7 separate regions of the Mus musculus genome follow, and regions 1, 2, 3, 4, 5 and 6 are each linked to region 7. The links are chromatin contacts, called in public ChIA-PET, Hi-C, HiChIP or PLAC-seq and promoter capture Hi-C maps. All regions are on one chromosome and are shown on one strand. Each heading gives the region's core, a stretch centred on a gene start, on an enhancer-like site or on the middle of the called end of the contact. The rest is flanking DNA. Distances are from core to core; before and after follow the strand shown. Region 1 overlaps Nrf1 (nuclear respiratory factor 1). Region 2 overlaps Nrf1 (nuclear respiratory factor 1). Region 3 holds the start of Flnc (filamin C, gamma). Region 4 holds the start of Atp6v1f (ATPase, H+ transporting, lysosomal V1 subunit F). Region 5 overlaps Nrf1 (nuclear respiratory factor 1). Region 6 holds the start of Ccdc136 (coiled-coil domain containing 136). Region 7 holds the start of Ahcyl2 (S-adenosylhomocysteine hydrolase-like 2).

The links. Promoter capture Hi-C pulls out the DNA fragments that hold promoters and counts their contacts. Hi-C and Micro-C count contacts between places; a contact is called where the count stands out from the background. ChIA-PET counts read pairs in DNA pulled down with a chosen protein or histone mark. HiChIP or PLAC-seq counts read pairs in DNA pulled down with a chosen protein or histone mark.
Region 1: an RNA polymerase II ChIA-PET map of memory CD8 T cells shows a contact between it and region 7, with 3 times the contacts expected there. The contact joins the enhancer-like site here to the promoter of Ahcyl2 in region 7. A contact is called at or near these places in 5 of 39 promoter capture datasets (the 3T3-L1 cell line, the HPC-7 cell line, cranial neural crest and 1 more), 17 of 484 Hi-C or Micro-C datasets (the Ba/F3 cell line, the G1E-ER4 cell line, the HL-1 cell line and 12 more), 12 of 115 datasets of contacts at active chromatin or transcription factors (astrocytes, bone marrow-derived dendritic cells, bone marrow-derived macrophages and 8 more) and 3 of 9 other capture datasets (adipose tissue, embryonic stem cells and macrophages).
Region 2: a promoter capture Hi-C map of frontonasal cranial neural crest shows a contact between it and region 7, with 3 times the contacts expected there. The contact joins the enhancer-like site here to the promoter of Ahcyl2 in region 7. A contact is called at or near these places in 7 of 39 promoter capture datasets (the C10 cell line, embryonic stem cells, frontonasal cranial neural crest and 3 more), 2 of 484 Hi-C or Micro-C datasets (the HPC-5 cell line and embryonic stem cells), 6 of 115 datasets of contacts at active chromatin or transcription factors (the SCID.adh cell line, astrocytes, bone marrow-derived macrophages and 3 more) and 1 of 9 other capture datasets (embryonic stem cells).
Region 3: a contact with region 7 is called in a FOXA1 HiChIP or PLAC-seq map of pancreatic cancer cells. The contact joins the promoter of Flnc here to the promoter of Ahcyl2 in region 7. A contact is called at or near these places in 3 of 39 promoter capture datasets (the 3T3-L1 cell line, liver and neutrophils) and 2 of 115 datasets of contacts at active chromatin or transcription factors (embryonic stem cells and pancreatic cancer cells).
Region 4: a contact with region 7 is called in a Hi-C map of natural killer cells, with 4 times the contacts expected there. The contact joins the promoter of Atp6v1f here to the promoter of Ahcyl2 in region 7. A contact is called at or near these places in 1 of 39 promoter capture datasets (neural stem cells), 5 of 484 Hi-C or Micro-C datasets (CD4 T cells, CD8 T cells, embryonic stem cells and 2 more), 2 of 115 datasets of contacts at active chromatin or transcription factors (memory CD8 T cells and pancreatic cancer cells) and 2 of 9 other capture datasets (adipose tissue and pancreatic islet).
Region 5: a contact with region 7 is called in a promoter capture Hi-C map of stem cell-derived epiblast-like cells, with 2.1 times the contacts expected there. The contact joins the enhancer-like site here to the promoter of Ahcyl2 in region 7. A contact is called at or near these places in 5 of 39 promoter capture datasets (frontonasal cranial neural crest, hematopoietic stem and progenitor cells, maxillary cranial neural crest and 2 more) and 5 of 115 datasets of contacts at active chromatin or transcription factors (bone marrow-derived macrophages, embryonic limb bud, embryonic stem cells and 2 more).
Region 6: a contact with region 7 is called in a Hi-C map of the N1E-115 cell line, with 4 times the contacts expected there. The contact joins the promoter of Ccdc136 here to the promoter of Ahcyl2 in region 7. A contact is called at or near these places in 7 of 39 promoter capture datasets (the 3T3-L1 cell line, 3T3-L1-derived adipocytes, hippocampal neurons and 3 more) and 8 of 484 Hi-C or Micro-C datasets (the G1E-ER4 cell line, the N1E-115 cell line, adipose-derived mesenchymal stem cells and 4 more).

What each region holds. Positions count from the first base shown.
Region 1 is chr6:30,068,919-30,072,630 of GRCm38.p6, forward strand. All of the region lies in intron 1 of Nrf1 (nuclear respiratory factor 1), which reads left to right. Among named protein-coding and RNA genes, the nearest start is that of Nrf1, 23 kb to the left of the region's middle. Within about 2 kb of position 1,888, at least 5 of the 459 cell types and tissues checked have an H3K27ac peak or open chromatin away from gene starts, as enhancers often do. A contact at or near this core is called in memory CD8 T cells, where this site is marked.
Region 2 is chr6:30,097,434-30,101,590 of GRCm38.p6, forward strand. Nrf1 (nuclear respiratory factor 1) reads left to right here. Exons shown (of 12, transcript NM_001164226.1): 5 at 1,016-1,142. Among named protein-coding and RNA genes, the nearest start is that of Nrf1, 52 kb to the left of the region's middle. Within about 2 kb of position 2,163, at least 3 of the 459 cell types and tissues checked have an H3K27ac peak or open chromatin away from gene starts, as enhancers often do.
Region 3 is chr6:29,430,257-29,434,440 of GRCm38.p6, forward strand. Flnc (filamin C, gamma) reads left to right here and starts at 2,897. Exons shown (of 48, transcript NM_001081185.2): 1 at 2,897-3,557. The coding sequence starts at 3,203.
Region 4 is chr6:29,465,055-29,469,216 of GRCm38.p6, forward strand. It overlaps Atp6v1f (ATPase, H+ transporting, lysosomal V1 subunit F), which reads left to right and starts at 2,729. Exons shown (of 2, transcript NM_025381.2): 1 at 2,729-2,920. The coding sequence starts at 2,763.
Region 5 is chr6:30,133,262-30,137,257 of GRCm38.p6, forward strand. All of the region lies in intron 11 of Nrf1 (nuclear respiratory factor 1), which reads left to right. Among named protein-coding and RNA genes, the nearest start is that of Mir182, 31 kb to the right of the region's middle. Within about 2 kb of position 2,705, at least 30 of the 459 cell types and tissues checked have an H3K27ac peak or open chromatin away from gene starts, as enhancers often do. A contact at or near this core is called in bone marrow-derived macrophages, hematopoietic stem and progenitor cells and stem cell-derived epiblast-like cells, where this site is marked.
Region 6 is chr6:29,394,106-29,397,994 of GRCm38.p6, forward strand. It overlaps Ccdc136 (coiled-coil domain containing 136), which reads left to right and starts at 2,470. Exons shown (of 18, transcript NM_001347071.1): 1 at 2,470-2,637; 2 at 3,374-3,481. The coding sequence starts at 2,580.
Region 7 is chr6:29,765,676-29,769,868 of GRCm38.p6, forward strand. It overlaps Ahcyl2 (S-adenosylhomocysteine hydrolase-like 2), which reads left to right and starts at 2,768. Exons shown (of 17, transcript NM_001171000.2): 1 at 2,768-3,231. The coding sequence starts at 2,863.

The DNA of each region.
Region 1 (3,712 bases), core at 638-3,137, 300 kb after region 7:
AAGGGGTGAGAACAATCAGAAGATGAGTTAAGACCTTGGACTTGGGGGCTGGTGAGCTGGCTCAGTGATTAAGAGTGCCGACTGCTCTTCCAAAGGTCCTGAGTTCAAATCCCAGCAACCATATGGTAGCTCACAACCATCCATAACGAAATCTGATGCTCTCTTCTGGAGTGTCTGAAGACACATTACAGTGTATTTACATATAATAAATAAATATTTTAAAAAAAGACATTGAACTTGGCCCTCCAGGGGCACGTGCACATACACATGCACACGTGCACACACCCCTCAAACACATGCATAACATACAGAAAAATGGAGAGCTGGAGGAGGGACATTGTTTGAGCATCACACAACACTCTCTGCTCTCACTTGCTTTTTTGTTTTATTATTACTTTTTGGGCTGGAGAGATGGCTCAGCAGGTAAGAGCACGGACTGCTCTTCCAAAGGTCCTGAGTTCAAATTCCAGCAACCACATGGTGGCTCACAACCATCTGTAATGAGATCTGACGACCTCTTCTGGTGCGTCTGAAGACAGCTACAGTGTACTTATGTATAAAAATAAATCGCCGGGCAGTGGTGGCGCACACCTTTGATCCCAGCACTTGGGAGGCAGAGGCAGGCAGATTTCTGAGTTCGAGGCCAACCTAGTCTACAGAGTGAGTTCCAGGACAGCCAGGGCTATACAGAGAAACCCTGTCTTGAAAAACCAAGAAAAAAAAATATTATTACTTTTCTTCTTGGTACTTAACTGTACCTAAAATTATTGTATGTGTTTATTGCTAGCCTCTGCCTCTGTAAGGTGAAAGCCAAGAGGTCAGGGGCAGGTTGGTTCACATCAGTGTTAGTGAATGTATGAAACTTTGGTAAGTTACTGTTCTTTATTTCCTTTATGGAACTCGGATATGTTGATCTCTTGCCTTTTGGCTTTGCAATACTACACTATTGTCTTCTGCTTCTCATTTTCCTTTTACATATTTTTTTCTTACCTTTTAATGACCTCTTAATTGTCCCCCAAGTTTTTTTGCTATTTACCCTTTTTTTTTAAAGAATTACTTATTTTATGTGTATGAGTACATTTCTTCAGACACACCAGAAGAGGGCATCGGATCCCATTACAGATGGCTGTGAGCTACCATGTAGTTGCTGGGAATTGAACTCAGGATCTCTGGAGTGCTCTTAACCTCTGAGCCATCTCTCCAGCCCACTATTTACTTACTTGGTTTGGTTTAATTTTTATTCTATTTTATTTCTGAGAAGAGGTCACTATGTAGCCCTGGCTGGTCTGGAACTCACCAAATAGACCAGGATGGTCTTACATTCACAGAGATTTGAATGCCTCTGCCTTTTGGGTGATGAGATTAAAGGCATATTCACCCACACTTGGCTTTTAGAGTCTTGTTTTCTCAATTTTTATTTTACTTATTTTATTTTATTTGTTTGTTTTTTGAAGTAGGTATCAATCGTTCTTGAGCCCAGGCTGGCCTGGAGCCCTTGGCAGTCCTCCTGCCTCAGCATCCCAAGTGTTCTGAGGATGTGAGCCCTGTGGTTGGAGTTTCTTCTTTTATCATCTTGTTTGATTTTTATTCTCAGTTTTGTTCATGTTCTCTGCTTCGTTTACCAGCTTCTGCTGATGAGTCCAGAACTTCTACCTTCATTACAGACTTCCCCCAAGTTTCAAATCTGAGTCTTTTGTGACAGTGCCTTCAGAAAGCTACTATCTTCCTCCACAACCTCTGTTTACCTTTCTTGTTTGTAGTCTGCCTGAGAATCACACTAACCCAGCCAGAAGGAGTGCAGTCTTGACTTTCCTCACCTTCACACATCTGCCTCTTCTCTAAGTCCCTGTGGTCAGCACTCACATCTTGGGGCTTCTTGTTGGGTTTGGTTTTACATTTTTAGACAGGGTTTCCCTGTGTAGCTCTTCCTGGCCTGAGCTGGCAGTGTAGATCAGGCTAGTCTCCAGGTTACAGAGATCTGCCTCTGCCTCCTCAGTGCTAGAGTTCAAGGCATGGGTCACCACACCCAACTCTGTCCTCATTGTCTTAATTAATTAATGCTCCAGGATCCCCGAGGATCCTTGAACTAGTCACTTGACCAGCTTGCCTCCAGCCTCAGTCCTCCCCTTTCTGTACCAACTAGACCGTTGCAAAACCCCACATAACGATTCAGCGCCTCATCTTCATTAGCAAAGGCTGGGACTTTGAGGAGTGCCTGCAGTCACTGCAGACCTGTAATAGTAGACCAGAATACATTGTTCTCAGTATATATGGTACTGCTTACTAGCTTTTAAGGAAACTAATGTTTAGTATAGTCTTCTCACCTCATTTTAAGAAAAGATTTGCTATTTTATATGGTTGGATATTCAATACGTATATATGCATGTGTTTGGGTATATGCTTTCAAATACAGCTGTCTCTGCAGGTGCTAGAGGCAACAGTCAAATCTTTGTAATTACAGGTGGTTGTAAGTTCCTGTTGTAGGTACTGGGGACAGAACTTGGGTCTTTTGCAAGAGCAGTATGCACTCTTGACTGATGATCCATGTATCCAGCCCCTCTTCTTATCTCACTTTATAAATAAATCTTGTAAATTGCAAGCAGTCTTAAAACGTGTAGTAGTAGAAATTTCTCTGTACCTTTGTTCATTCTTGTATTAGGAAGAGCTCTTTCCTATTAGGTGCCACTGAGCAGTTAGAATAACAACGGGTGATTTTGCCTGGTGTCTAAGACTCCCAGAGCCAAACCCATTGGGTGCTCCAAAGGTGATGTTTCTCTGCTTGGAATGTCAGCATCCTGGACCCCGCTGCTCCCCTACATCTCCTGTATACACATTTCAGAGAGCTTCTCTGTCAGTGAAGTCCAAAGGCCTTTGCAAAGCCTATGATTCCAGCAGTCCTTCCTATCCTCTCCTCTTCCGCACACTTTTTGCTGCTTGCAGTCATGCAGGCCCTCTGTATGTGTATATGTTCATGTGGGAGAGGAGAAGACAGGGTTCAAGTGTTCAGTACATACTGTAAGTTGGTGGCTGGTCCCTGTTTTTACATGTTAGTTTCTGTTTCCTTGTTCCTAGATTTAAAAAAAACAATAATCTGCAGGGCATTTAAGAATTCTAGGTAAAGTGGTACACTTCTACTCCTCTAGAGTAGCTGTGTTTGCTTCCCAGCACCCAGGTGTTAGCTCACAACTCCTCTTATAATGGAGGAGATCTGATGCCCTCATCTGTCCTTCATAAAATATAAATCAGTTAAATTTTTTTTCATATTGGTATGATTACAAATAAAAATTGTGAGCCAAAATATTTATTAGAAAAAAAAAAACAGCTTCATGTCTTTTGTATCCCCACCCCCTTTTTGTTTGTTTGTTTGTTTGTTTTTTTATTGATTGGTTTTATGTATATGAGTACACTATAGCTGTCTTAAGACACACCAGAAGAGGGCATCAGACCCCATTACAAATGGTTGTGAGCCACCATGTGGTTGCTGGGAACTGAACTCAGGACCTCTGGAAGAACAATCAGTGCTCTTTAAAGACAGTGTTTCTTTGTGTAGCCTTGGCTGTCCTAGAATTAGCTCTGTAGACCATGGTGTTGAACTCATAGAGGGCTTTCATGCCTGTGCCGTCTAAGTGCTGGGATTAAAGGTGTGTGCCACCAACACCTAGCTCTTCTTCCCTTTTAAAAAAAAGTTGATTACTTTTATTTTAAATGTATG
Region 2 (4,157 bases), core at 913-3,412, 330 kb after region 7:
TACTCTTAAGCATTAAGCCATCTCTCCAGCCTGTTATAATTGTTTCTTTGATTAGTTATCATTCATCTCTTATTATTCTTAGCTTATAAATTAAACTTTATCGTTGGTATGTATGTATGTATAGGAGGAAAACACAATATATATATATATAGAGAGAGAGAGAGAGAGGGTTTGATTCTGTCTCAACTTATAGGTCTCCAGTGGGGGTTTGGAGCAGACTCCCACCGGCAAGTGGGGCTAATGCAGAGACCCATTTCATCCTCATTGGCAAACACTGTGGGTTTGTGTTCTAGTTTCTTTTTTGTGATAAATACTCTGACCAAAAGCAACTGGGGGGAAGAAAGGGCTTAAGTCAGGTCAAGGTCATCAGAGCCGAGCCTGGCAGAAACCTTGGAGGAATGCTCCTTGCTTGTTCCCTTCTAGGCGATATGGATTTTGTCTTGCAATCTTGGTATTTGCATTTTTCATTTTTATTATTTTTTGCTATGTGGTAACTCACCACATAGACCAGGTTGGCTTTGAATTGACAAAGATTGCCTGTCTGTTTCCCAAGTGCTGGAATTAAAGGTGTGTACCAAAGTACACTTACAGGCTTATACTTTTAACTAGCTTTCTGACGCAGCACAGGACCACCTGTCCAAAGAATAGTGCTGCCCACCATGGCCTGGGTGCTCCTATATCAATGTGCAGTCAAGACAAATCTCTCGCAGACATGCCCACAGGCCAGTCTAATCTCACCAATTGCTCAGTGAGTCTGCCTTCTCAGTCTGTGTCAAGTTGACAGTTAAAGCTCAGTAGGACTGTGTCTCTGTCACAATACAGTACAAAGCTGTAGCTAGGCATGGTGGTGTAGTGTGCACACTTCCTCTGGTAGACTTCCATACTTACCTCTCCTTCCCATTGTCATATTTCAGAAGACGTCCGATCAAAATTGTCTCCACCCACAGGGAGTTTGCTCCGCTTCCATTGGGGCATGCATCCTCTGTCACAGTAACCTTGTTTCCGTTCTGTTCAGGAAACTCAGAGCCACGTTGGATGAGTACACGACGCGAGTGGGACAGCAAGCGATTGTACTCTGCATCTCACCCTCCAAACCCAACCCTGTCTTCAAGGTGTTTGGCGCAGCACCTTTGGAGAATGTGGTAAGTAAGATCTGAGCAGTGCCCAGAGGCCCTCTGCTTTGTGTAGACTTTGGCCTTTCTTCTTTGCAGGTCAGTACTCTGGATGGAAGGAGGAGACAGTTTTTGCAGATGGAAACAGATAAGATCAGCCCCATGCAGTGGTCAGAAAGATGCCTTGTTAGTGGTCCTCTTTTGTCAGCTGAGAGCAGCGAGCAGTGGGAGGCTTTTGTTGAACCTAGCTTGATGTTTGACTTGGTGGCCAGAGCTCTTCTGCTCTGAGTATACATAATATTTTAAAGAATCATTACTGTTTTTACTTACTAAAACAATGTATTGTACCCCACCAGATGCAGTTTAAAAAAAAAAAAGAGAGAGAGACTATTTTACTGAAGAAGCCAGTGCAGGGCTGAGGATATAGCCCAGCTGGTAGAGCCCTTGCCTAATGTGCATGAAGTGTTGTGTTCATCCTAAGGACCTTACTAATTGTGGTACATGCCTGTAGTCTCAGCAGGTAGGAGGCAGAGGCAGGAGGATCAGGTATTCAAGGTTATCTGGCTGGTTCCAAGGCCATCTTGAGCTAAATTATACATCTTTTTAAAAAAGCTAAATTAGACATCTTTAAAAAAAAAAAAAAAGAACCAATGTGAAATTTTGATTTATATCTGAAGCAAAACACTAGATGACTCCAGGATGTTAATTTTATAAGCCAAATTGGAAGCATTTTATTAACCATGTATTTGGATATTTAAAAATCCCTTTGCAGCCGGGCGTGGTGTCTCACGCCTTTAATCCCACACTCGGAAGCAGAGGCAGGCGGATTTCTGAGTTCGAGGCCAGCCTGGTCTACAGAGTGAGTTCCAGGACAGCCAGGGCTACACAGAGAAACCCTGTCTGGAAAAACAAACAGAAAAAAAAAAAAAAAAAAAAACTGTTCAGGGGAAATAGCATAAAGAACCCTGAGCTCAGGCAGAGGTGGAGCTAACTCACGGGCTGCTGTGCTCTGAGGGCCAGCACAGGGCTCTGTGCAAGCCATTGGCTTTCTTGAGCTTGACAGGAGTAGCCTGAAATATTTTCTTGATAACAAAGTGAAAACTTCTCAAGAGGTTTTCCAGGGCTTTTGAAGATAAAACTCTTCAGTCAAAAATTGGAGCCTATAGTATTTGCTAGGGCCCAGTGAGCACACTCACAACCACGGGGCAGAGGGAGCGCTGGAGTTAGCGCCAGCTTCCTACAAGTCATCTGACTGTCTTTATTTATTTCAATGCTCTCCCTGATAGATCAGTGGACTGTCCTTCATTTGTTTATATAGGGTTTTAAAAAGAGCTTCACTTGTATAAAATGTAGGCCAATGCTTTCCATGTAGTAGCTGTGAGACGGGGAGGTTGTTGCTCAGTTGGTAAAGCAAGCCTGAGGGCCCGAGTTTGAATCCCCAGCTCTCCTTTATGCTTCAGATGACAAGCTGTAGTCTACATGGGATAGGGGTAAGTTTTTAAAAAGGTCTTTGATGCAAATTTCCAAAGACTCCTTACATCTAGAAAGCTTCAGAAATTCAGAAAAATCATAATATCTAGTCCAAGACTTTTTCTTTTTCTTTCTTCAACCTGACCAGAAGGCCAGTTTCTAAATTTTCAAAAGTAAATCTGTTTCTAGAATTCAAATGATCTTTGTAAATGTACTAAACCTAACCTTCTATCCTTGATATTCATAAGAGTATTTGATAATGTACCTACCTCCCTGTGTCTGAATACATGATATATTTCATGATACATATTAAAAAGAAAGGGTTTTTTGGGAGGCAGAGCAGGCAGATTTCTGAGTTTGAGGCTATTCTGGTCTACAGCCAGAATGTCTCAAAGAAACCCTGTCTTGTAAAACCAAGAGGAAGGAAGGAAGGAAGATGGGAAGGAAAGGTTGCTCTGCTCAGCAGGGTCAGGTATTGGTGTGCACAGTGTATTCTGGGGATAATAATATATTCGACACTAAGAATTTAAAGCGGGAAGATAACTAAGACAGGAACACTTGCTAAGGTTTTTCGGAGCACATGTGGAAATTGAGTTGGACTTTGAAAAATGAACACTTAGGATAAGAAGCAGAAAAGAATTTGGTAGAAGCAAAGAAGTGAGGAGGCTGACTAGCAGTTTTAGAGTTAGGTTTTGGGGTGAAGAGTGGGGAGGGCATCTCCGAATTGAGAGGCCAGGTAGAATTGAAACACCAGCCTTCTGATTTGAAGAAGTATATATACTTTACTAAGCTAGCTTAGGTGGGAGTGCTGCATTAACCTGGAATTATTTTGTTGTAAATTACTACAAAACATAATTCTATCAGCATTCTTTTAATCAGTATTGTTAAGGAATTGTATAGCATTGATAAGTCTAACAAAATACCAGAATCTGACTTTTTTCCTGATCCATGAAAAGGCTTACTGGATACTGACTAATAGAATAGTAATAGCCCAGTGTTTCCCAACTTTGAGTTAGTCTTTTTTTATAGTGAGTCTAGTGTTTGGACTATTTTTGTCTCATCCCCTTGGCTCTCCTATCTGGAGGATTCTATAGCTTTGGAACTAGACTGGTTACTACTGTTGAGGTCAGTGAAGTACAATATGGGATCTTTCTCTTTGGTGCCTCACAATGAGACCCCCCAGTAAGGCAGTAAGTTCACAGAACAGAAAACATGGTTGGAACTTCTTGCCAAAAATTTTTCCCCATCCCCAAGAGAATGCCTTAAGGCCTAAAAACAAGTTAATTTCCTATCCCATCTAGTTATATTTCCATAATTCCTAGCTTTATTATCCCTAGACACATTCTCATTCCCCTTGTGTATTCTTCTAAGTGAATAAACCCATTATTGATGGTGGAGTCAGTGTTTGCCTACTCTTGCTTATGTTGGAAGAATGTGCATATGCGCTGTGCTGCGGCTCTGGAAGGTTCTGCTGTCTTAAGATGGGTTTCACTACAATGGATGAGCCAGGTTCAGACCTGGACCAACACACAGAGCAGCACCATTGCTTTGAAGTTCACCACTGTGTCCAACCAT
Region 3 (4,184 bases), core at 1,647-4,146, 340 kb before region 7:
TACACATTCTTTGGGGATGCTAGTAATACCATTTCACAAATGAGGAAATAGAGGCGCAAAAGAGCTGTGTCGCCTACTGAAGGTTACAGATCTAGAAGTGGAGAGACTGGGATTCAGCCCATGCATCTCTCCCCTCTGCCTCATATCCACACCAGGCCACAGTATCTATCCCTGGCTGCCAGAAGCCCTGCTCTGCAGTCCCCGAACCATCACAGGTGAGTGTGGGCGTGACCCTGGGTCCAAAACCCAAACTTATCAAACATGATCCATTTGACTCACTCCTGTGGCTCTAACTTGTTATAAATGGCTCTGCTTGGTGGCTAATAAACATTGTCTCTTGATGGGAGAGGCAGGCCCAGGTGAGAGGCAAGCCAGTCAACTTGGTCTCCTGAGATAGGTCAACAGATACTCAGGGGGCTATAAACGGCCTGTGGCCCTAGCCAACACTTCTCACGCTCACTCAGCTGATGAAACCACCTGTAAAGCCCCTCCTGGGACCTCTGCCTGGCTTGTGGGAAGAACATACTAGCTCTTCTCAGGGTGGGGGCCCCTCTTGGCAGGCCCTGGGACAGCATTGCGCACGGTCTGTTCTGCCCGCATGGCTGAGGCAGAGGCCTGGGCTCATGGGCTATATTGAGGGCTGAGTCACCAGCCTGCGCCTGGGTAGGCTGACTGTGACAGGCTGCTGGGGCCTGAGTCAGGCCCCGATTTATCCTGGAGAGCAACAGGCTCGAGTTTCGGGGAGGAGGGTGCCGGGAATCGTCCGTTGGCACTCTGTACCCTGCTCTGCTGACCTGTGGGGCCTGCACACCCATCTCCCAGATCTCCCAGAGTGAGATAATGAAGCGAAAAGACTGCTAGGGAGGCTATCCTCCCTCGGGAGGCAGGTCTCTCTGCCCTTGCTAGATCCCCTCTGATCATTTCCACCTCAGAGTCCCTGGCCCGACTGGAGATCCTCATAACACCCACCAGGTGGCTGAGAGCCATGAGGGGCTGACTATAACAGTTCAGCTCCCAGTACTCTGCCCAAACCCCTACTTCTCTCTCTAGTAGTTCTGAGAGTAATCTCTTCCAGATCTGTATTTTGGTTTCTTCAACAGAGACAATATTACAGAGCCTACTCAAGTGGGCTGTCAAAAGTCTGTCTTCATACACACACACACACACACACACACACACACACACACAACTTTGCTTGCGTGATCCAGCTCTGTATCCAGAGCTAGGCATCCCTCCACAGGAGAGCTGTGTCTTTCAAATAGACAGTGCTGGTGCCTGCTGGGGGTTTTGGCTGAGGGGTGAAGGTAGCGCTCTGGGAGAATGACAGTTTGGGAGACAAGGAGGGGGCTGCCAACAGGAGAGTGGAATTCCTAAGCGCCTTGTCACAGGCAGCCAACGAACATGAGCTGCGGGGCACTAGCTATTTATACCTCTCCTGTCACTATCAGGGCCTCCAGAGACACCCCTGCTCCACACACCATGCACCACAGGGCTCTTTTCTGCTCCTGGCCCTTTCTGCCCTCCCCCTCCCTCCTAAGGACCAGGCCTTCTCCTTAGGTGAGAAGGAAAAAGAAATGATTGCTGGGAGCTTCACCATAAGCTCCGCCTCCCCCAACTCCTTTCCAAGTCCATAGTGGGCACCGCTGTCGTCTGCCCTTGAGGAAAGAGCTCCCAAAGATGCTTTATTATTGCCTTTCCTTTCATTATGACTGCGAGGAGGGAAATAAGGTAAAATGATTTACCCAAGCCTCAGCGGTCACATGGCTTGAATTAAGGACTGTCTTCCTTCAAAGCTAAGCTTACTTAGTCTCGAAGGATGGGGAAGCAGTGGACACACATCTGACCTCTCCTTGCGATGTAAATTCATTTGTAGGTCCTTCCCTTGTGTGTGGCAGGCAGCTTGGATTGCCTCAGTTTCTCTGTTGTGAACATTTCCCATGTCTCTCACCTTATTGGGCTTGCCCTCAACCCAATCCTGCCTAGGCTTCTAGCCTGCCTCCCTTCCTGCCCGCTTTGCCCCTGGCCCTGCCCACTTGCCCCAGTCACATTTCCCTTGGCTGCTCTGCCAGGGCTCTTCCTGCTATTTGGCACACTTCTACTTTCCCTGGGAAGATCTGCCCTGTGGCTCATGTGGGCACATTGCCCAGGGGGCTCCCTGGTACTACCTGGGCAGCCCTTTTGTCCTCTCATCAACTTGGTTGAGTCACGGGGGGGGGGGGGGCGCACACAAAGTGACTCACTGGGTACCCTTGTTCTGAGCTCAGCTTCATTCTGAGCCAGTGAGTCTAAATGGGCTAATGACCAGGGACACTGAGTCAGGTCAGGAGCCTTGGTTTCCCTGTGGCCCTGGGTTTGGATTCCAAATAACGGTTTAAGCATTTTTTTCTTGTAAAGTGGCAAAAGTCATGGAGCCCCCTTGAACTCAGTCTCTCCTGGTCAATGTCCCTGCTCCTTCTGGTGTTCTCTCTCTCTCTCTCTCTCTCTCTCTCTCTCTCTCTCTCTCTCTCTCTCTCACACACACACACACACACACACAATTTCCTTTCTGAGTTCTTCACAGGTGGACAATACAACCAGGCTAGAAGCCAGGACTCCTAGGCTGTGTCAACAGCCTTGTCACCAACTCCAGAAAGTTCTGTCAACACCAGATCAGTTTGTCTAGCCCTAACCACTGCCTCAGTTTCCCCATTACTTTCTTTAACCCAATCTGAGTGTGGAAGGAGTGTCCCTCATCCCTAAATGGCTAAGACTAGGTTGGGGTGTACAGTGTGCATGGGGAAGCTCAGGGCCAGCGCCCCCACCCCATCCCCGCTCCTGCTGAGGACTGCGTGGAGGAGGGGCGGGCGGAGGCGGGGCCGTGGGGCTCAGCGCGGCCCCCACCCGCGGGCCGGGCGGCATTCCTGGGAGGCCGGCGCTCTGACGTGGACCCTGGGGCTGCGGGCGCGGCGGGGGGGTCGGCAGCCCGGGGGCTTCTTAAACCCACTGCCCCGGCCCGGCCCGCACTTCCCGAGCACCGCTCCGCCCCGGGAGAGAGAGAGAGCCCTAGCCGGACAGCCCAGCAGCTCAGCCCAAGAGGCCAGCGAGCCCCGCCGCCCAGAGCGCTAACGAAGTCTCCGAGAACTCGGTGTCCCCGCGTCCCGCCCCGACAGCACCCACAGCCCGATCCCCAGGCCGTACTCCCCCGGCCCCCCGCCGCGCCACCATGATGAACAACAGCAACTATTCGGACGCCTCCGGCCTCGGCCTGGTTGACGAGGCGGACGAGATGCCGTCCACGGAGAAGGACCTAGCGGAGGACGCACCGTGGAAGAAGATCCAGCAGAACACATTCACGCGGTGGTGCAACGAGCATCTCAAGTGTGTGGGCAAGCGCCTGACCGACCTGCAGCGAGACCTCAGCGACGGGCTGCGCCTCATCGCGCTGCTCGAAGTGCTCAGCCAGAAGCGCATGTACCGCAAGTTCCACCCGCGCCCCAACTTCCGCCAAATGAAGCTGGAAAATGTGTCTGTGGCCCTGGAGTTCCTGGAGCGGGAACACATCAAGCTCGTGTCCATCGGTCAGTGCGGGGGTCACAGGGAACGGTCACAGCGGGGGTAGGAACAGGTCACATAGGTGCGGGTACTGAGATCCGGAACAGAAAACCTTTCCCTTGCCTGGTCTGATTTCTCCCTCGCCAGTACAGGCTGGAGCCCAGATACCCCTCTAGGACAGGTGGCACCCCTGAGAAGTTCCCTTCCGAAGTTGTCCAAACATCTTAGCTTCAGCCTCCCTACACACACTCCTACCGACCTGCCCAAAGTCCCCTCTTTTCCTTCCACCGGGCCACCCTTGCTTGCACATGCTTGCGAGGACAGGGCTGGTGCCCAGTGCTAATTCCTTGGGGGCGTATCCCGCCACCCACATGAAAGCAAATGGCTTCCCATCGCCTTCGTCGCTGGGCAAAAGCAGTCTTAAGACAGGTTCCAGTCGTCTCTGGGTTCTCAGGGCCCTGAGGCCAGGGAGACTAGTGGCCTGAAGCTCGCTGATGCGCTTGGCAGGCATGTGCTCCCCATCTGGGATCTGGCCGGACTAGAGCAAACAGAACCCGGCCTCAGAAACCTAAAAAGGCACTGAGCAACGTCCTGGGAGCTTTAACCCCTGATTGCCCTGGTCGTTTAGGTCGTCTGGGAGGGGGACTCCTGCC
Region 4 (4,162 bases), core at 1,479-3,978, 300 kb before region 7:
CACAATCCAAATTGACTGCCAGACATACACACAACCGCCAGACTAGACCATGTGGATATGTCAAACATGCCATACCCAAGGTTCTCCTCCCCCCATCACTGACTGTCTGTCTGTCTGTCTTTGTTGGAAAAACAATGGCCCTTTCCCCTCCAACCTACTCATTTCAGAATTTATACCCTCAGGAATGTTACTTCTTGTTTTGTTTTGGTTTTTTTTCAAGACAGGATTTCTCTGTGTAGCCCTGGCTATCCTGGAACTAGCTTGATAGAGCAGGCTAGCCTTGAACTCACAGAGATGCCCTTGCCTTTGCCTTCCGAGTGCTGGGATTAAAGATGGGCAGAATTGTTACTCTTATTCCAACAGGTACCCCGGCTAGAAGACAGGTCTCTTTGCTTGCTGCTCAAACACATCCAATCTCAAAACTCTGGCTCTAAGAATCTCTCACCTCCATGTAGTCCACTTTCCCTACCATCAGCCCTGCACTCCAGCCGGCACTTCTGTTTGATTCCCTCCTTTGGCAGTGACTCTGCACACACGTGGTTCTAGAATAGCTCTAACGTATGAGCCTGGTGATGAGGACCCTTTAGACCTCAGGAAAACATCTAGATTCTTTAATTTTGATTGTTTGCTTGGTTGTTGGTGGTGGTTGTGGTGGTTGTGGTGGTGGTGTGCGTGTGTATGTGTTTGGAGAAAAGGTCTCTCTATGTATCCCTGGCTATGCTGGAACTAACTCTGTAGACCAGGTAGCTTTAAACTCAGAGATCCACCTGCCTCTGCCTCCTGAGTGCCACTGCAGCCTGTTTTGTTTTGTAAATTTTTTTTTTTTGGTGATAGATTTAAAAAATCAATTGTTTGCATTTAATTAGTTATTTGCTGTGCCTCTGCGTGTGTTTGTAAAACAAATGTAGAGAGATCAGAGGACAACTTACAGAACTTGCTTCTCTCTCCTTCCACAGTGTAGGTTCTAGAGAGTTCACTCAGGTCATGAGCTGTGTAGTAAGTGCCATAACTCACTGGGCCATCAGGACAATCTTAACATATAGTTGTGGTGGTCTGAATATGTTTTGCCCACGGGAAGTGGCATTATTAGAAGGTGTGGCCTTACTGGAGGAGGTGTGGTCTTATTAGAGGACGGGTGTCACTGTGGAGGTGGGGCTTTGAAGTCTCATATATATGCTCATGTCTGGCCCATGTGATCAAGACTCTTGTTCTGGCTGCCTTTGGACTGAGATGTAGAACTCTCAGCTCCTCCAGGACCACGTCTGCTTGCAAGCTGCCATGCTTCCTGCCATGATAATGGACTGAACCTCTGAATCTGTAAGCCAGCCTCAATTAAATGTAACCTTTCTAAGAGTTGCCCTGGTCACAGTGCCTCTTCACATGTGCTGGTGCCCCTCTCATTCCTAAGACAATATCCCAAGCTGGCCTTGAGCTTGTGCCAATCTTCTTGCTTCAAACCTCCTAAGTGCTAGGATTGTTTCTATGCAATTATCTAAATTTAGGAACTAACATGAGGCCTTGCTTGGTTTCTACAGCACTACATAGTGTCATCATTCATTTGCCTATTTCTTTGGTAATTTAATATATATTCAGTAATTGTTAGCCATGTCATAGTTAGCATGCATGTGTACATCATACCGATTCAGACCTTGACCTTCCAGCTAGGAAATACCTGTTCTTGGACAGTTATGGTAGCCTATGTCTGTAATCCCAGACTGAGGCAAGAGTTGAAACAAACAAATGGACAGGAAATAGTGGTGCATTTCTGTAGTCCCAGCATTCAGGAGGATGATGCAGTAGGACCACTGGCTGCAAGTTCAAGGCCAACCTAGTCTACATTCTGAGTTCCAGGCCAGAAAAGGCTACATATAGCAGGTTTCAAAAAACAAACTACCAAATAAAACCAAAAAAAGGGGGTAGGTAGTTTGGCCTAATCCTAATATTTGGATAAATCTTTTTATAAGATTTATTTATTTCATATATGTGGGTACACTGACACTGTCTTCAGATGGTTGTGAGCCACCATGTGGTTGCTGGGAATTGACCTCAGGACCTCTAGTAGAGCAGTCAGTGCTCTTAACCACCTAGCCATCTTCCAGCCCTGAGACCTATCTTTAAAAAAAAAAAAGCACTGGGTTGACCAGATGAACCTCAAGGTGACTCTCATAGGGTGTATTATGACCTCACAAACTTGTGGCCTGCTCCACTGCCACACTACACCTGCCTCCGAAATCACAAATGTAACAACAAAAAGATGTTTTTTTTTTTTAAGTCAAACAAATCAAGCACACACTGTTCTGTTTTGTGTAATGGCGCAGGCCTATAATACCAGCATTCGGAAAGTAGAAGCAATAGGATCTATCCTCTTCTACACTGCAAGTTCAAGTCCGGCCTGAGATAGGTAACCATCTGTCTCAAAAAAGCCAAAACCAAACTAACGTACACTGAAAAGAAAGAAAAAAAAAGTATGTCCCCTAAAGTCTCGGTCTCTAATAACACTAGGTTCAAAAGGCATTTCTTCCAAGAGAGAAGAAATTAAGGACAGAATGCCAGAGAGAGGCCTGTGACGCTCAGCCTTCTGGGAGACGTAGTTCTGTGGTTTGTGTTTCTGGCCTCTATGGCGCAAGAGTACGCAGATTAAGCGGAGTTCCTGCTAAATGCGCATGCCCGGGAGGCGGGGAACTGCGCATGACTGAAGGGCGGGGTCTCTGCGGGGGCGGGGCATCACAGGTGTTTGGGAAGCGCTCTGCCCGGCGGACAGGATGGCGGGCAGAGGTAAGCTAATCGCGGTGATTGGAGACGAGGACACGGTGACTGGTTTCCTGTTGGGCGGCATAGGGGAGCTAAACAAGAACCGCCACCCTAATTTCCTGGTAGTGGAGAAGGATACCACCATCAATGAGATCGAAGACACTTTCAGGTACGGTAGCCTGTTAGGCCTAAATGGGTCCTTCCGCTTGCTACAAGCACGGGGAGAATTGGTGGCCTGATAACCTGGGTGTCACGTGGTGATGGGGACCGGGATGGTCCCGGAAGTCGTCTGTCCACCCTGAGCAGGGGCCTCCGCCATCTAAGTTCCCTTTTGGGGCTCAGTGGGGTCCGGCCTACCGCAGGTCCACGAACTTTCCCCATCACATGATTGTGTGTCAGTTTAGGAGGGGAGTGGAGCTTATGGTCTGCACCAGCTGTAATTGGACGCCTGGAGCCTCTTGCCAGTGCTGACCGGCTTGTTCAGCCCTCTTCCGGGGTCTCTGTAGCGTATTCTCTGAACCTTAGTCTTTTCGACTAAGAAAACTAACCACCTCCAGCGTAGGTCCGGACAGTGGGCGCGTGTGTGTGTGTGTGTGTGTGTGTGTGTGTGTGTGTATACGCTTCATTTATCTTAGAGGCTTACAATTGTCCTGTAAGGTACTGGTTATTCCCAGTTACTAGTGAGAAAAATAAAGGACAATTGGTTAGGGCACAGGCACATTAGCCATAGGAGGCAGAACCCAGGTCAACTCTTTCTTTTTAATTACGGCGTTTGTGTGTGTCCGTGGGTAGGTGTGCACACATGGAGGTCAGAAGACAACTTGTGGAGTCAGTTTTCTTTCCATGGGCTTTGAGGATTGAACTCAAGTAACAGGGCTTGGATAACAAGCAGCTTTACCTGTGTCTTCTAAGTTACTACCCACTCTGTTTATTCAGCTCCCTGCAGTCTGCCATGGGGCTTCCATTTGTCTTGCGCACAATAAGCAAAACATCTGGGAAGTATGGCCTTCCCCAAAGACTTTGTACTTCAGATCTTCACATCATACCCTGGGTCGTAGTTTTTAAAACTGGGTGCAGGCATTCCTTTTAAGCCAGAAAGTGCACTGTTGACTAGAATTGAGGGTGCCAACTCTCTATTTTTTTTCCTCATTCCTTTTCTAGAATTACTATGCCAAATCTCAGGAATAAACTGCCCTCACCTGTTTCCCCTAAATAGCCCAGTCCAGGGATGCTGGCTGAGACTAGTTCCCACAGCCTGGAGCGTGGCAGGCTCTGACCTGGGAGACTGATCTCTTAGCAAACCAGTAAAGTGACCTCCATTGCCACTGGAGGACAGATCTTACTTCCAAGGATTTACCATGTTTCCAACAGGAAGGGGTCCTAAAATCACCAAGCCAAATCTACTCCATGC
Region 5 (3,996 bases), core at 1,455-3,954, 370 kb after region 7:
AAAATTAGAATTAGCCTGATGTGGTAGTACATCCCTTTAATCCCGGCACTCAGGAGCCAGAGGCAGGATGATCCACAAGTTGGAAGCCAGCTTGGTCTACATAATGAATTCTAAGACAGTTAGGACTAAACATAGAGACTCTGTATCAAAAAGGTGAAATTATATTTTATATACCATTCATACCTGATCCAAATGTGACAAATGCTGTACACCAGCCTTGAATCCCAGCATTTGCATGCTACTGCCTTATCGTCAAGGCCCCACAGAGTATCATTGTAGTTGCTGTGGGCTTCCTAGAAGGCAATGGCCCTCTTTTCCACTGGCCCCATTGGTGATGTCTGAGAGTAAAGGCCCTGGGATGTCATTCAGACCAAGCCAGGTCACCATCTTTTCTGCAAGAGAAAGCCACTACAGATCTATTCCTAATGCAGCTGGTGCACTGGAGATCCCAGAGCACCTGCACACACCGGCTAAGGTCTCCTTTTATGAAACAAGACATGAGTGCAGCAGGAGAGCACTGCCATTGTGGCCTCCATAGCCCGCCAAGATGTCAGCTGGTTTACACACAGGTTTTCCCCACTTAAGTCAACTAAAGAGGAGACTTTTTTTTTTTTTACATTTCAAATGCTATCCCCAAAGCCCCCTATACCACCACCACCCCGCCTCCCTGCCACCGCCCTGCTCCCCAACCCACCCACTCCCGATTCCTGGCCCTAGCATTCCCCTGTACTGGGGCAGATGATCTTCGCAAGTCCAAGGGCCTCTCCTCCCAGTGATGGCCGACTAGGTCATCCTCTGCTACATATACAGCTAGAGACACAGCTCTGGGGGTACTGGTTAGTTCATATTGTTGTTCCACCTATAGGGTTGCAGACCCCTTCAGCTCCTTGGGTACTTTCTCTAAAGAGGAGACTCTTTAAACTGAGGAGGTTTGCCAGGTAAGCCTAGTCAGAGAAAGAGCCACTTTGATTTTGCCACAAGAATCACAAAAACAACAAACAAAAAACCTTAGCAGAGACAAATAAGTCCATAGTATCAAACCTAGCGTCTAGAATTGACCCAGTCAGGAGCAGAAGCAGACTCTGAGGTGAAGGGCCACATAATCCCAAGTATCAGGGTCAGGTTGAACAGTGTACTGAGTGTCTCTTCAAAACAGAACAAAAGATAATTAAAAATGTACTGTCCAGGGGCTGAAGAGATGGCTCAGCAGTTAAGAGCACTGACTGCTCTTCCAGAGGTCCCGAGTTCAATTCCCAGCAACCACATGGTGGCTCACAACCATCCGTAAGGAGATCTGATGTCCTCTGCTGGGGTGTCTGACGACAGCTCCGGTGTAGTTACATATAATAAAAAAACAAATCTTTAAAAAAAAAAAAGTACTATCCAGCCAGGTGTGGTGGTGCACGCCTTTGATCCCAGCACTGGAGAGGCAGAGGCAGGAGATTTCTAAATTCAAGGCCAGCCGGGGCTACACAGAGAAACCCTGTCTCGAAAAAAAATAGCACACACACACAAAAATGTTCTATTCAATGTGATAGCTGTTTTCTATAGGTAGCCATTCAAATGAAAGTAGATTATAACTAAAATTTAAGACATTTACTCAGTTACGGTAATCATATTTGAAGTGGTAAATGGTCATTTGTGGTCTGATATCCTGAATCTTTAATCATAGTTTCTTCACCATTAAATTCAAATAAGAGCATATACCTAGTGACCACTAGACTAGCCTGTAAGTCTACAATAAATCCAGTAGTACATTGCCATCACTGGAGAAGTTTCTTTAGGACAATATATATAGCAAAAATACCAAGGCCTTCTCCTAGCAGGGAGGCCATCCAGACCTTAGGGGCTTTGCCTCCTACCTCCTCAGCTCTTACACATCATGGCTTTGATGAAGAGCCACCCATGTGACTACATGAAGCTACAGGCTGTAAACAGCAAGGCAGGAGGGCTTTCAAGGACAGTGGAGTCCTGAGTGGAGACCCTGAGACAGGAGGCAGTGACGGCACCTAGAACCCCCTTCCCCTCTGTTTATTCACCACACAGACCACTAGCATATTTCTGCATGGACTCCTCACACAAGTGCAGGTTCTTCCTTGTATGTATCGATCCCTGTAGCCAGGTACCCAGAACCAAGTATGGAAAGCCCGGAAGGTCAGGAATCAGAAAGTAGCCATTGCTCCTAGATGAATTCCAGATGGCACCACAAACACAGATGCTGCTAAGAAATAGGAGGATGAAGCTGTGCTGTGGACTCTGTTATGTCGCGCAAAAAATCCCTTCAGTCCTCCACCTCGTGGGTGCTCCTCATTCCCTGCCTTTCGATGGCCTGAGAGAAGAAAGGGACTATTAGGAGTCTTCAATCCGGAAGCCTCTCCTTCACCATTCTGAGTGACTCTGAAATCCACAGTAGCCTCTGTAGGAGGCAGCAGTTTCCCCGGCTTCACTTTCTCCCGTAGGGGTGGGGGTGGGGGGGATAACAATGACATCAAGGGCAGCAGAAACTGCCTTGTCATGCTCTGTTAGTGTTGGGGACACCCAGCCACCATTTACCATTTTGCCAATTAACAACTGTTATCTTTAGACAAAACCTCACAGGAAATGAGAAGGAAACAAGAGTCTACTTGAGGAAGTTCATATCCTCCAGAGGTCCCAGGCCTTCCTCTCAGTTACAGCCCCACAGCTGGAAGGTTTCTACAATACCCTTCCCTAGTTCCTTACTTAGGTAGTGTGTGAGACACCTTCAGAAGTAGCAGTACCTTTTGCAAGGTCTCCTGTCCCAGCGTAGGGGCTTAGCATATCTTTTAGGGTGGCATGGTGTCCTACTTGTAATTCCAGCACCGTGGAAGCTGGGACAGGGGCTCAGAAGTGTGAGGCCAGTGTAACCACATAGCAAGTTTTGGACCTGCCTGGGATGGATGCACAGCAAGACCCTACTAGAAAGTGTTAGAACATAAGGGAATGGGGAAGGAAAGAAAGGAGGAGAGGAAGGACATAGAGGAATGGGGAAGGGAAGGGGAGAGAAGGAGAATGAGAGAGAAACTGACTCTCATCTTTGTCTTAAAGATGAGAAGCTACAAATGGACACTGAGGGCTTCCTAATAAATGTTAGACCATTGGGCCTTTTGTCTTTAAGGGCTCATCAGAGCTGTGCTATGGCCTTCAAATGTAGTACTTAGCTGTTGTTACCCATTAAAAAGCTAGATACCTATCATTTGGTCCTCGACATCACAAAAGGAATTAGCACGCATCAGCCAGCCAGCTTGGCGTGCCTCTTCTGCTCTTTAGTGGTCAGGAATTCTCTGCTTGTGGGGAGTCATTCCCTAGACCAGGTCCGTCCTGAGCAGAGACTTCAAGATAGTCCTTATCATCTGGCAGGTGGGTGTCACTGACCACTGCACCCCAGTGCCCTTCAGGCCAACATGTGCTTCTGTATATTATTGTCCTCTTCGTTGGTTCCCAAGTCTCTCTGTATAGGAAAGGCAGACTACAGTTTCTCATGATTCCAGCTCCTTGTAACCAAATCAGAATCCTGGTGCCTATCATTAAAGTCAACACTCTTGCAAATAGATTTTTTTTTATGCCAAATCTAGAGACAGTTGAACAAATTTAACTGGAGTCATTACTTACTGTTCAATTTATGCTTGGAAAACACTTGTTGGTGTTTCCCACATTCTTGCAGGCATAGTTAGGCATGTTAAAGGGTCCTTAACTTCTGTTCACACAGGGACCCACATCATAACAGGGCAAGCTTTGGGAGAAGAAAGTTTTTAAAGTCTTGAGTAAAAGAGGACTTTCCTCTTTTAGTTTATGCTTCTGTTAGGATTTTGAAGGAATGTCAGCATTCTGTTACTAACTCTAATAACGTGCACATCACAGCCTGGATGCTTTGGGGCCTTCTGACTCTCATGTTACCTGTGTAAATACAGGATTCACTTCCCTGCATCCAGCTATACCATTTGCTTAATAAAGAGCAAATGTGCAGAGCCCAGCAGC
Region 6 (3,889 bases), core at 1,220-3,719, 370 kb before region 7:
TCAAATGCCTTCATAAAATTCTCAAAGAATTAGTGCAAATGTAAAATTTGTTTCAAAGTAAGATATAAACATGGCTGGGGATGTAGCAAGGCAGCAGAGCAGTTGTCTACTAGGCAAAAGGTCTGAGGTTCAATCCCCAGCATTGCAAGAAGAAAAAGATCTGAGCAGTCTGGTGTGCACAGGAGTGTTACACTAGTCTTTGGACTTTACTTTTCTGTATGTTGCAAATGCTCCTTTTAAAAATGCTTTAATGGTTACTCTGAGCGTCTAGAAATAAGGGTAAAGGGGGATAAATGGCTGCATCAGTCCTCAGAGGGGATGATCTCCTGGGATGGGATTGGGGGTAAGGCTGAGTCTTAAACCCTGGGGTTACAGGAGGATTAACCCAGATCATCCCTCTCAGCTGATCACCTGGGGGACACACCTGCCATGCCTGCCCTTCAGACACATCCCTGACAGCCCTGCCCCCCATAGCTGCTAAGCTCTTTCTTCCCTTCTGCTCCCTAACTTCACCCTCATCTCAACCCCATGCTGATCTGAATAGGGTTTGCCTCCCACTAATAGACTGGTTCTAGTCTCCCTTGAGCATTCCCTGAGATCAATGGTGAGTGATGGATCACCTGCACCCAGGAACCAGCTTAGTCCTAATGCTCAAGATCCAGGCTCTCCTAGAGAGAGCTCTGACTCCTGAATGTCACAACTGACCATGGCGACTGTCTTTCTGTTCACCCACTGCCAACTGCTAGCCTGACCTGCTGCTGAGACAGAACTGGAGGCTGCTGCGCTGGGCAGAACCACTGAGCTTCCAGAACACTTCCCTTTAGCTCCCCCCATGAGAGCTCATTTCATCATCTCTAAATATTGTACCTTGCTACCCAAGTCTGGCTTGATGATCTGCAAAATAGTAAGCTTGCCCGGAAGCTCTTCTCTGTGGCTGGATCACTGTAGCCATGGGTCTAAAGTGGGAGCTTGACCTCTGGGGAGAAGGTGAAAACAAATAATTCTTCATTTTTCTGATTATCAGGCTGGGGGTCGGGGGGAGGAATTACTACTGACTTCTGGACTTTTTTGTTTTGTTGGTTTTTGGTTTTTGAGACAGGGTTTCTCTGTGTAGCCTTGGCTGTCCTGGAACTAACTCGGTAGACCAGGCTGGCTTCTAAATCATATAGATCCGCCTGCCTCTGACTCCCAGGTGCTGGGATTAAAGGTGTGAGCCATCACTGCCTGGCAGACATCATTGTTAATAGGGAACGTGAGTTTAAATTCATGAGTTAAAAATCTGGGATAAATGATGAAGGCGTTGTTAACTTAGTCGGAAGCTCCATGTTACTCATTTACTCCATGAGTCAGGTACTTTGATACTGAAGATACAAAGATAACTAGGATACTTCCCAACCTTAACAGCAGGCAATACTCTGATGCTGCCCAGAGGGTCAGAAGAGCACAGCAGGAGAGTCTAAAAAAAGGAAGGGATGGGGTGTCTGGAGAGTAACTCTCAACACAATGCTGAAATTACTGATAAGCCTGAGATGTGCAGGGAATTGCTTCATTCCTGAGGAACATGGAGGGCTTGAGAGCCCAGTAGCCTGGGGAGTTGAACCCAGCCAAGCCATGCCCAAACTTTAGGAGTGAGAATACATGAGAAAGAACTGGTGTGAGGTACCAAGCTTAGAAATCTCTCCACGATTATAACTCGGGGAGCAGATTCCTGAGTATCCACTTCTGACCTAAATGAGACCTGCTGAGATGTCAAATCTGCCTCAAGACCAAGTTCATCTCTTGAATAAATAGATGAAAAGTTGAAAAAAAGCTTCGTGGTTTCCCACATTTCTTGTTACAGGGAACATCAATGATGCCCACACTGCACAGGTCACAGAGGGCGTGGCTCAAAGGGCTGGGAAGAAAGAGGGACTTGGTACACTGGGAGGAGAGCTCTGGCTGGGTGGGATTTCGGGGAAAGCAGTGATGTACCACCACCTAGCACTTGGCACATGCAGGTCTCAACTATCCGCCAGCCCTGCAGTAGCTCTGGGGCGCTTGAGGCTACCCGGAGGGATGGGTTCTGTGGACTGCGGGGATGGGGACGCTGGCTCTGTGTGGGAACCAAGGAAGTGCGCGTGTGTTTGCGCATCTGCAGGAAACAGTCCATCCCCCCCCACCCCCACCCCCCCCCCGGTTCTATCATCCGTCAAGACTAGCCCCTGAGGTCCCTAGGCGTGGCGGACCCAGGGTGGGTTCTGCAGCCAGAACCAAGCCATGCTAGCACTCCTTGGGCGCATCCTCAAGACCCGGTAGCTCACGTCCGCTTTTCAGGCGCAGCAGACCTGAAGCTGCCTCGGACGAGCCTGGGGCACTTTAGTGACGTGTTTTGAACCTCTTTTGCTGGTCCTCACTGGGTCTGGAGCCGGGGACTGGGGGAGGGTTTCCGGGCGGCCACAGGCGGGCACTCGCGTCAGGTGGCCAGGCCAGGCCCCGCCCTCTCGGCCCGCCCTCTCTCCTCCCTGCGCACCGGGCTCCCGGTCCCCGGCCCGGAGGCTGCGGCTTCTGCTCGGGAGGCGGCGGCGGCGGCGGGAGCAGCCATGGAGGCAGGCGGCGGGGCCGGCGCGGGAGCCGCGGGCTGGAGCTGCCCTGGCCCAGGTCAGAGCGGCCTCTCTCTCAGCTCCCTATGCTCCTTCCCCCTACGGCTCTCCTTCCTTCTGACCCCCAGGTGCTCCTGGTACTGAGTCGGCTCCCTTCACCCTGGCCTCCACCGGATACTGCTCTCCATCTTTCGACCTGGGTTGTCCCTTCCCAGCGGTCACTCCCCAAGCGCTCCCCAGTTAGTCTCTCCAGCCCGATTGTGTTTCCAGCTCACGAGGGGGGCGGGGGAGTTGTCTCTAGAGCCTGCACCCTTCTAGTTCATCAAAGCTCTTGACCACCGGGAGAGGGTGGGGTGGGCGAGGTTTGGTGAGGGAGGGAAGGGGAGAGAAAGAGAAACGGCCTAGTTTAGAGCCCCTTCTCTCCTCTCCTGAGCCGGCCACCCCTCCCTTCTCTGCTTTGCTATATAGGATCCTCCCAAAACCTTCTTTCCTAGTTCCCACCCTACCCCTCTTCTTATGCCCCAAGCTAAACAAACACTCACCCTCTTCTGTCTGAGCGAGGGAGAGGAGCCGGGAACAGGGGTGCTGAGGTTGGGCCGCGCCGGACTGGGGTCCCCTCCATAGGCATGAGAGGTGGCTGAGGGAATAGAATCACAGAGCTGGGCAGAGTGAGTCAGGCTTCTCCAGTGTGATTGCAAATTCCGGGGCTCCCATATAAGAATGCACGTCCCTTTCTTTCCCCTCAGCCCCAGGCCCCTCTATTCCTACAGTTCTTACTTTCTCCCGGCTCACAGGACCCACAGTAACCACTTTAGGCTCCTATGAGGTATCTGAGGGTTGTGAGAGGAAGAAAGGCCAACGCTGGGGGTCTCTGGAGCGCCGTGGGATGCAAGCTATGGACGGTGAGTTTTCTGAAAAAGGCTTTCTATCGCCCTACTCCGTAGCTCCCTTCTTCCTTCCCTGACCCCAGAACTCTGAGCCAGAACAGGGCCCTCCCCTCACTTCATCTCAGGCCCCTCCTCCCTGGTGGCTGAGCTCCAAGCCTCCCCTGGGCTCAGGCATTGTGGGAAGTTTGGGCACATCCCTTTGGGGCGCCAATCACCCAGCTAACCAGGTTGTGTGTCCCGGGAAGCTGCCAGACAGAGAGAGGCCCTGCTCAACCCAGCCTGGAAACAGGCTTTCGGCAGGGGGCTTGTTCTTCTCACTGCCTGCTGACCCAGATCCCAAGCTGTCTCTTATTTTTAAAAGCCAGGACATGGGCATGAGAACTGTCTATCTGATGCCACCACCGTCAACTCTGAATGGAACCC
Region 7 (4,193 bases), core at 1,518-4,017:
GCCTCAGAAGCAGCAGATGAGTAAGATGGAGCTAGAAAGCCCGAAGAACGTGGTCTGACTGTTGGTTCCAGGCAATGTTAAAATCTGGGGAAACAGGGGCTAACATCTGTCTCTTTTCAGGGCTCAAACTCCTTACGTTTCATCACCACATCCCCCTGAAGGATCGGCTCTTCTGCTCAGTCATCAATCCTCGTGGCTGGCCAGGTAAGCAGCTGCTGGGTATGAGTTCCTCACATGCCAGGTGGCTGCACTGTAGCTCCCTCGTGCATTGGGGGAAAGGAAGAAATCAGTTATAAAGTTGTTAGCCCCTGCCCAGCAGCTGGAGGATGAAGCTCTGGGCCATTTCTTCGTAACAGGAAGGAAATGATCAAAACCGGACATGTGAGGAGAAAGCCTAATAAGCTCTTGTGTCTGGCAGACTTTTGGGTTCTGTGGAAATGGCAATGCTCAGGTGCCTTCCAGCATAGACTTAGAGACCGGGAAATGACAGCTCCTAAAGCTCCCACATGAAGAGACTTCCACGGTACTAGAAGGATCATGACAGGAACTCAAGCAGGCGATTTCTCCGTTTGTCTCTGTCTTTTTTTTTTTTTTTTTTTAAGGACAATTTTTTTAAAGATTTATTTATTATTATATGTAAGTACACTGTAGCTGTCTTCAGACACTCCAGAAGAGGGCGCCAGATCTTGTTACGGATGGTTATGAGCCACCTTGTGGTTGCTGGGATTTGAACTCTGGACCTTCGGAAGAGCAGTCGGGTGCTCTTACCCACTGAGCCATCTCACCAGCCCCCGTTTGTCTCTGTCTTATTCTTGCTTAGAAAAAAGTAGCTTTTCCAATGACAAGCTGGCCGGTAGTCCAAGGGAGCTGTTAGGGCTGCAGTCACTTTTTGAACAGCCACAAACCATAATCCTCTTTGCCTCAGTTTCTTTAGGAATAAAAAAGCCTACCTCATAATATGCTAAAAGTCAACCACATCTTAGTGCCCTTTTCCCCCTTTAGGTAATATTCACATAAAAATTTAAAGAATGTGCAACTAAAATAATTTTTAAGCTTATGCATATGTGTGTGTCTGTAGGACAAGAGGGTGTCACACCCCCTGGAGCTGGAGTTGCAGGTGGTTGTGAGTTGCCCAATGTAGTTGTTGGGAACAAATTACAGCAAGGGCTCATAAATTTTGAGCCAACTCTCAAATCCCTAGAAAGTATGGTGTTGTCTCCTACTTTTTAGTCTAACTTCCTTCCTCCCTCTTTCTGTAATGTATATGTGTGCTCTAACTGCTTGTACATCTGCAGGTCAGAAGAGGGCATCAGATCACCACTATAGTTGGTTGTGAGCCACCATGTGGTTGCTGGGACTTGAACTCCAGACCTCTGGAAGAGCAGCAGATGCTCTTAACTGATAAGCCATCTTGATGTTGTTATATGCCCCTTCCCCTTCCCCGCCAGGGTATCTCTGTGTAGTCCTGGCTGTCCTGGAAATTGCTCTGTAGACCAGGCTGCCTGCCTCTGCCTCCCAAGTGCTGGGATTAAAGGCTTATGCCACCACCGCCTGGCTTTTAGTCTGATTTTTAAAATTATAAGCATTTATTTCCTTTTATCATTAAAAGACTATTGGAGAACTCTTCTTAAAAGAAAAAAAATTCTATCATCAGTAGAACATTACTTTCAGGTAAGTTTCTTCTTTTTGTGACAGGCTTTGGCTAAGCAGTCAAAGCTAACCTCAACACATTTCTGATTCTCAGGTCTCTGTCTCCTGAGTGTTGGGCTTACCACTATGACCAAATGGTACGCAATTTTATTTTATTTTTGTTATTAAAAATAAAACTGGCAGCTGGTGATCTGGTCAAAAGTTAATTGAATTTGTTGCTCATTTAGAGGGCCCAGGGTAGATTCCCAGTTCTTTTCTGGTCCTTTAATTACATGTGTGCGGTAGAATTAACTTTTTTTTTTTTTTTTTTAAAGACAGGGCCTTGCTTCATAGCTCAGCTGGCCTCGAACTATTATCACTGGTGACGCATACACTTCAGATGTTCAAATTATTACTGCGTACTCCACCATACCCTGACGAGATTTCTTTCTTTGGGGATTTGATTTTAGTTACTTAATTCAAGAGTACGCCAGAAAGCATGACAGCAGGAAATGGCTTATTTCTTTTCTTCTAGAAACCAACCCACTGAAGAAAGGCTCGGAACGGAATGGAGAAACCCCATGCCTTCTAGCCTGGAGCCGGAATTCATCTCACCTGACCTGCCGCTTTTCCTTTAAAGGCCGCCCACGTGATAGCACACATGCGCACACTCCGGAGGAAATTCACGCCGTCAGGGGAGCGAGTCATTCTTGCCCCCCACTTTCCCTGGGGTTTCTGGCATTCCTTTCCGGAAACCACAACCCCTCTGGAGACATTCTCCTCATCTATTCCGTCGCGTCATCCGTTTTTATACTTTTCTGTTAGTCGCTGTCCTGGGAGTTCCCTCTCCATCAAAAACTACTTTCCGGAGGAGGGACGAAAGGACTACAACTCCCAGGGGACTCTGCGGCCTATCCCCCACCCACCCCCCCGCGAGGCGAGCGCAGTGCAAGTTGGTTGCTGAGGTCCCACGGTCTTCTAGTCGCGTGCAACCCGGAGCAAGCGCACTACAGGTTCTGTGGCGCCTCGCGCGTGAGTCAGACAGGGGTGGGGCGAGGCTCGAGAGGCCGGGCTGGCGGCGAGCGAGCGGGCGGGCGGAGGAAGGGGGTGGGAGCGGAGGCGATGGAGGGGAGGAGTGGGGGTATGGGGGAGGGAAGGGGAAGGGAGGCGGGAGGCGGGGCCGAGTGGGAGCTGGTGCGAGAGTCAGAGTCGGCGGTTGCAGTGGAGGCGGTGATGTCGGTGCAGGTTGTGTCAGCAGCGGCAGCCGCCAAGGTGCCTGAGGTGGAGCTGAAGGATCTGAGCCCCTCCGAGGCGGAGCCCCAGTTGGGACTGAGCGCGGCGGCCGTGGGCGCCATGGTACCCCCAGCGGGTGGCGGGGACCCAGAGGCTCCAGCTCCGGCTCCCGCGGCGGAGCGGCCCCCGGCCCCCGGCCCGGGCTCGGGGCCCACCGCGGCTCTGAGCCCTGCGGCCGGGAAGGTCCCTCAAGCGTCCGCCATGAAGCGGAGCGACCCTCATCACCAGCACCAGCGGCATCGCGACGGCGGCGAGGCCTTGGTCAGCCCCGACGGCACGGTCACCGAGGCGCCGCGCACGGTCAAGAAGGTACTGGGGTCGGGCTGCCTCGCTTCTCGGAGAGGCGGGGAGGGCGGGCACGGGAGTGGCGGCCCTTCAGGGCACGGCGGCACCCGGTTCCACACCCTCTAGATCGTGGAGCCGAGAGTCTTCTCCCACCCTTGAACCCGCTCTTAGAGCGGCCGCCACCCGGTGCTCCGCTGCGAAGCGAAGCCTCTAGGTACCACGGGCGTACTTTACTAATAACATGGAGGTAGCGCCCTTCACTACTACTTGAACGAGGCAGGGGGAGGAGAAGCACCTACTACTACACCCGGCGCCTCCAGCACACTCCCGCGTGTAATTTTCCGGACTGTTCGGTGGCATAGAAAAACCTTCCCTCCAGCGATAAGGATAGCAAGATCTTTTTCCTTGGAGAACGAGGAAGCTGTAGTTAGCTCTCTCTCATGAGAGCTCGGGAAACCCTCTGAGTTGCCTGGCTTCTGTACAGATGATGACTTTCTGCCTTTCTGTGGCCAACAGCTCTCCACAGGGTAGTACTGATCTGTGCCCTTCCTTTCTAGCCATTGCAATTCTCTTGTACTGCGATTGTAGACCGGTAATGGAAAGATGCTTCATTCACCCTGAAGAGGGCTGGTCTCTAGGATTACCAGATTGTACCTGAAGAGAATGCTTATTTTATTCATATCTTTATCGTGAGCAGAAAGTGTTAGGAAGAAATGCTTGCTACTTTGAGGAAAGTAATCGTTTGGGGCTGTCGGCTTCCTTCATAAATAGAAACGTGTAATGATGGTACCCCCGAATTATTTATATATTGGCTATACCCTTTACCCACTCCCCTCGTTTTTTCTCCCATTTATTGATGTCAGCACAAGAGGTAAAAGACAAGATCTGTGGATCATCTAAAAAAAAATGTGGCTTTCATTTCTTGGGAACAGTATGAACACAATGATTTACGTTTTTTCCCATTATAATGGGTGCATTTTGTTCCG